2 separate regions of the Sus scrofa genome follow, and region 2 is linked to region 1. Evidence: chromatin contacts called from public Hi-C data. All regions are on one chromosome and are shown on one strand. The core of a region is the stretch at or near the end of the contact, and the rest is flanking DNA. Distances in the headings are between cores, read along the strand shown.

Evidence for each region. Hi-C and Micro-C count contacts between places; a contact is called where the count stands out from the background.
Region 2: a Hi-C map of retroperitoneal adipose tissue shows a contact between it and region 1, with 2.5 times the contacts expected there. The contact joins two enhancer-like sites. A contact is called at or near these places in 14 of 47 Hi-C or Micro-C datasets (alveolar macrophages, brain, embryonic fibroblasts and 9 more) and 1 of 2 datasets of contacts at active chromatin or transcription factors (skeletal muscle).

Annotation. Positions count from the first base shown.
Region 1 is chr1:2,255,161-2,257,991 of Sscrofa11.1, reverse strand. All of the region lies in intron 2 of RPS6KA2 (ribosomal protein S6 kinase alpha-2), which reads right to left. Among named protein-coding and RNA genes, the nearest start is that of RPS6KA2, 53 kb to the right of the region's middle. Within about 2 kb of position 1,536, at least 19 of the 83 cell types and tissues checked have an H3K27ac peak or open chromatin away from gene starts, as enhancers often do. A contact at or near this core is called in fetal liver, retroperitoneal adipose tissue and subcutaneous adipose tissue, where this site is marked.
Region 2 is chr1:2,565,452-2,568,354 of Sscrofa11.1, reverse strand. No RefSeq gene overlaps it. Among named protein-coding and RNA genes, the nearest start is that of SFT2D1, 9.9 kb to the left of the region's middle. Within about 2 kb of position 1,599, at least 19 of the 83 cell types and tissues checked have an H3K27ac peak or open chromatin away from gene starts, as enhancers often do. A contact at or near this core is called in fetal liver, retroperitoneal adipose tissue and subcutaneous adipose tissue, where this site is marked.

The DNA.
Region 1 (2,831 bases), core at 287-2,786:
AGGGCGCCAGAGACACTTGCACGAGGACAGAGTCCTGCGGCACCAGAGACCGCGCTGGGCACCGCCGGAGCCCTGTCCCACCATTAGGCCACAAGCCAACAGAGGGGTCTGCCGTTTGGAACCATCTAGAAATTGCCAAAGCAGTTGGGACGTTGGATTTATCGCCGTTCTTCTGCGGTATCGAGTCTTCAGTGTCTCTGGGTGGCTGCGGCTCGTTCGTCCGCACCTCCCTACGCACCACACACACACACACACACACACACACACACACGCCTGCAGGCTGTAGGTTCCCGGGGTGGGGGTTGGATCTGTGCATTGCCTCTCGATTGCAGGGCTCCTGCCGCCCGACCTGCATCGCCCGCCACGAGGGGGCAGCAGAGGACGCGTCCCAGGAAGCGCCGGCCTGTGCACCTGCTGCAGGACAGCTTCGCTGCTGAGGCCTTGCTACGCGCTCCAGGAATAAGGTGCGGCCTTCACCCGCGGACCGACTGTAAGGAAGGCGGAGCTTGTTTTCCATAAACGTTCCTGTTGAGACCTTCCTCTCCCCCTCCCCTGGGGCCCCAAAACTCCAGATATCTGAGGGCTGTCTGGGTTCTTCTGGACTCTAAAGGGTTAACAAGTGAGTTACATCAGCCAAGAAACCAGACCTTTTCAGCGATTTGCTGGTTTCTGGGCTGTGACCTGTGTCCTTTCCAGATAAAACCAACCAAGGGGGTGTGAGACCAGCCCAGGGGAGGCCAGGCGTTAGCCGAGTGTGTGTTCCTCCCGGTGGCTCCTGCCCCTCCCCCCCCGGGGGGGGGGCTGGCTGGTCCATGATAAAGCAGATGGAGGGCAGCTCGGAGGACCTCCATCCAGCGAGAGGCAGGCAGCGATCCCCGAGGACCATCGCACTGTGCACTTAGGGATGAGGGGACAACTAACCAAAACACGGCTCAATGAATAACTGGGTTGTGAGAGGGGCGGGAGGAGGGGAGAGCCCACAGGGGCTCAAAGAGGGCGACCAGGGGGCTGGACCACCCCTGGGGTGCCTTTCCGTTTCTGTAGTTTAGATTTAAATATATATATATACACACATATATATATGTATTTTTCTAAATTCAGATGAATTTCCCATAAGATTAAGCACTTGAAATGTAAAAATCAGTGGTATTTAGTGCATTCACCACGTTGTGAAACCACGACCACTATTCAATTCCAAAATATTTTCATCCCTTCCAAAGAAACCCGGAGCCACTCCTCACGCCCACCCCCAGGCCCTGGCAACCAGCGGTCCATACCCTGTCCCTAGGGGTTGACCCACTGGAAATCTCTTATTAACAGAATCAGACCGCGAAAATAAGTAAAGGAAACTTCATTTTATTTTATTGCTTTTTAGGGCTGCTTCCGCAGCATATGAAGGTTCCCAGGCTAGGGGTCTAATTGGAGCTACAGCGGCCGGCCTCCGCCAAAGCCACAGCCACACGGGATTGGAGCCGGGTCTGTGACCTACACCACAACTCACAGCAACGCCGGATCCCCGACCCACTAGAGCGAGGCCAGGGATGGAACCCGCATGTTCAGATACCTGCGGGATTCGTTTCCGATAAGCCACCACCGCGACGCCAGGGAAACCTCATTTTAAACCGAGTTGGAGAGCCCTGAAGGGGGCGCTCTCACGCCCAGGACACTCGCGCAGCCCGAAGAAGGATGCCGGTTCCTTTGCCCAGGGAGGCCCATTTTCCCGGGGAAGGCTGTCTCCTGCTTTTAAGAAAAGCAGGAAGACCCCTCCCTGCCCCTGAGACAAGGCCCTTGGCATTGTTTGCAGCCAACGAGAAGCCGCCGGACCCCAAACTCCAGTTCTTCCCCCCAGTGTCCTCCTGAAACGGAATACAGGCCGCCCCGCCCTTTGCTCCTCCCGACCTGGTGCCAAACCCTGAGACTCCGTCCGCGCTGGGGGCTGGTTTCCGCAGGCGCCCAGCCAGGAATGCTGCAAGCCACCTGCGTGTGTTTCCCGGGCCTGAGCCGAACACTCACCCCAGGGGGAAAAATGTTCTTCCTAAGTTAGGCCTAAAAATATTGTTTTGCAGAAGACCTCCAAGATGTAAAATAAACATTTAAGTAAAAAAAAAAAAAAACCAAATTCTTTAACCCAATAACTTCTAGGAGTTTATCCAAAGATAGAGACTTAGGTAAATGTTTATCATCGTGTTTTTTAAAATTACAGTGAGAAATTGAACACTGGCCAAATATTAAACAAAGAATTGTACAAATACGTTATGGCACCGCTACATGATGGGAGATTCTATGGTTGTTAGAATAATAAGAATCGGGGGGACAATTTTTAAATGTTAAGAAAACATACAAAGTATGATTTGGTGTTGGCAAAGTGTATAAAAGGGCTGATGTAAATATAGAAACACACATAGCTGCTGAGTTGAGGTTGTGACACAGGTGCGGATGTGTGAGCACAGGGGTGGATGTGTGAGCACACGTGTGGAGATAGAAAGGCACAGGAAAAAGGTTATGAGATGAAGAAATACACCCACTGCTACAGTGAGTATCTGCTTTGCTACATGAAGGTCGTTTTTTTTCATGCCGCACCTGCGGCACATGGAAGTTTCAGGGCTAGGGGTCGAATCTGAGCTGCAGCTGAGGCCTACACCACAGGCACAGCGACACCAGATCTGAGCCACATCTGTGACCTACACTGCAGCTTGCGGCAACACTGGATCCTTAACCCACCAAGCAAGCCTGGGGATTGAACCCCCATCCTCATAGAGACTACATCTGTAAAGCGGTAGAGTCCTTTTATATTGAGGGAGAAAAGAGATACACATTCTGTACATTTATGA
Region 2 (2,903 bases), core at 350-2,849, 310 kb before region 1:
GTTGCTAGCTTAAAAGCAGAAGTGAATCCAGCATTTTGACCATTTATTCCCCTAATCCATTTGCTGCATCCCTATTAGTTGACAGAAATGCCCTGCAGTATAACCCACGTGAATAAACGCACTCCATGCTACCTGTGACCAGGACGCAATCTCTACAAGAAGTGCAGATTACTGCAACTAAATTACAATCCGATTAAAAATAGCACAATCTTACCTTAAGGGATCAGTGGATGTATGTGTGTTTATTGTGCACTTGGCACTTTGTTCAGAGAAGAAAAAGATACCATCTCACCCTTGAAGAAAGCACAAATGAGTTTTTGACATGATATTTCACCAGAAATGAACGAAAACAAGACAATACACAGGGACTTTTAACTTTGGTTAGTGGTCCCTGGGGGCAGCACCTGGGAGCCTGTTGGAAATGCAGAGCCCCAGGCCACGGAGGGAGAGCTTCCGCTAAAGGCCCCCTCGGTGACGGACAGGCACTGGTCTCCCCCCCGAGTCCCCACCAATGCCCAGAAACAAGGAGAGGCCACGGTAGTTTTATTCAGGAGGCGGATTTGGAGGCATGCTTGTGTAAATACAAGGATTTGCTGCCAAAGTTGAGATTTTTCTTTCCAAATCTGTATTCATTGCCTTCTCCTCTCCATCTCGACTCTGTGGAGCCTACGCCGCAGCCCTCGTAGCCAGCAGCCTTGCCTCTCGGTAGCCCTGCTCCTGTGCTGACACGGCTCCCACTCCACCGGCCAATGACACTCGGGCGATGGCCCTCCCTCCCAGACAGATCAGATCCTCACCGCCTGGCCAGGCTGGGCTCCCTGGAGACAGGGAAGCGGATGTCTGTGCAGGACCCAGGGCCAGCACCTCGGGGGAGCGGCGGGAGCAGGCGTGCACGCCCCTCGGGCATGGCCGGGTGTGGTCACAGATCTTCAAAGCCAGGCCTCCAGCCCAGCCGGGTGGGGGGAGTAGGGGAGCGCCCTGCAGAGGCTCCTGTGAGCAGGGGAAAGGCCCAGGCCTTCACTTCTGCATCCGCCTGTCACGGTGGGAGCTGCCTCTGGGGAAGAGTGACTCTGTGCGAAGTGGCCATTCCCCAGGAGGGCTCCACCAGCACTCGAGTGGCTTAACCGGGGTTAGGTGGGAGTGGGGCGGGCAGCCTGGGGACCACGGAGAGGTGAGCACCCCTCTGGAGCCAACTGCAAGGTCGGCGTTGGAGCTGAGGCCAGCTGGGCTGAGTGAGTCGGGGGAGAGGCAGGTGCAGCCGCGTAACCCGAAAGTTTATTGACCGCAGAGGACACACGAGAGCTGTGAAGGGGCAACGTATTCTGCATCCGTGTCATCTCTGTGGAAGGACTGGTTACAAAGGAAATAGCGATGGCACAATCGGAAGCTCTTTGCTCACAGTCCTTGCCTCTGCCTGACCCGCGCAGACGCCAGCTCTGGTCGGGGCCACCTTTAGGTGGGAGTTTTCCTGCACGTGTTCGTAGATCAACGGGAACGTCTCTGAGGAGGATGGATGTGGGTTTTAAAGTGACTTTCATTCCTCACGACAAACATTAGCTCAACACAAATCACATGACCTCAGCGCTTGACTCTCACGAGGCCACAAGATGGCAGGATTTTGTCACAAAATAGTCTCGAGCCCGAGGAAAACAAAGGAGCGGGGAGATGCTTTGGGTTCAGAAAACGGAAACAGAGTCGAAGATTTCAAAATCCAACTGACGGTGACGCTGGGGGCGAGGGTGGGGGATAAGCAGGAGGCTGGGATTAACTTGCACACACTCCTGGGTGTAAGGCAGAGGGCTAACAAGGACCCACCGGGCAGCGCAGAGAAGTCTACTCGATGCCGTGTAATAACCAACCCACGTAGGAAAAGAGTCTGGGAAAGAGTGGCCATAGGTAAATCAGTACAACTGAATCACTCTGCTGCCCCCCTGAAACTAACACGACAGTGCAAGTCAACTAGACGCCAATAAACACGTTTTGAAATAAATTTCAAAAATTATCAAGGCTGCGGGATCATAGGGTGCTGGGTAGGTCTTTTCCTGGCGGAAAAAAAAGTAGTAAGGGAGGAATTCCCGTCGTGGCACAGGGGTAACAAACCCGACTAGTATCCACGAGAACATGGGTTCAACCCCTGGCCTCGCTCAGTGGGTTGAGGACCCGGTGTTGCTGTGAACGGTGGTGTAGGTCACAGACGCGGCTCGGATCCTGCGTTGCTGTGGCTGTGGCGTAGGCTGGCAGCTGTGGCTCCGGTTCGACCCCTAGTCATATGCCACGGGTGCGGCCCTAAAAAGACAAAAGACCGGAAGAAAAGAAAAGGAAAGATCACAGCTTGTTCATCTAGAGAGAATGATGAGGACAAAAGTGGAGAAATAAAGAGACTGTATCCTACGGGATGTGGGGATCCATGGGAGGTCGTTGATTTTATAAACGAGGCTTAAAATGTCCCCGAAGCATTCTGGGTTTTGTCTGCGGAAATGTCCATTTTAGACACGTTAGAGACTGCAGCATAATAAAATGCAAAAAAATCACATATAAAAAAAAGACACTTGGAGTTCCAGCTGTTGTGTAACGGGATCAGCAGCGTCGTGGTAGCACTGGGACGCAGGTTCAATCCCCAGCCCGGCACAGTGGGTTAAGGATCTAGGGTTGCTGCAGCTGAGGCTTAGGTTGTGACTGCGGCTTGGGTCTGATCCCTGGCCCAGGAACTCCACTGAGTTGAAAAAAAAGAGGTGCTTTGGGCTCCACCCACACTCAGGAGGGGAGCAGGTGATGCTGGTTCCAGTTGTCTCTCAGGGGCTCCTTGCTCCCCAGGAGCCTGGGGTGGAGTCTCTTCCAGGGACCGTGTCCCCAGGGAGCACACCTTAGAGCAGGAAAAGCAACATCCTCCTGGAGGCAGGTCC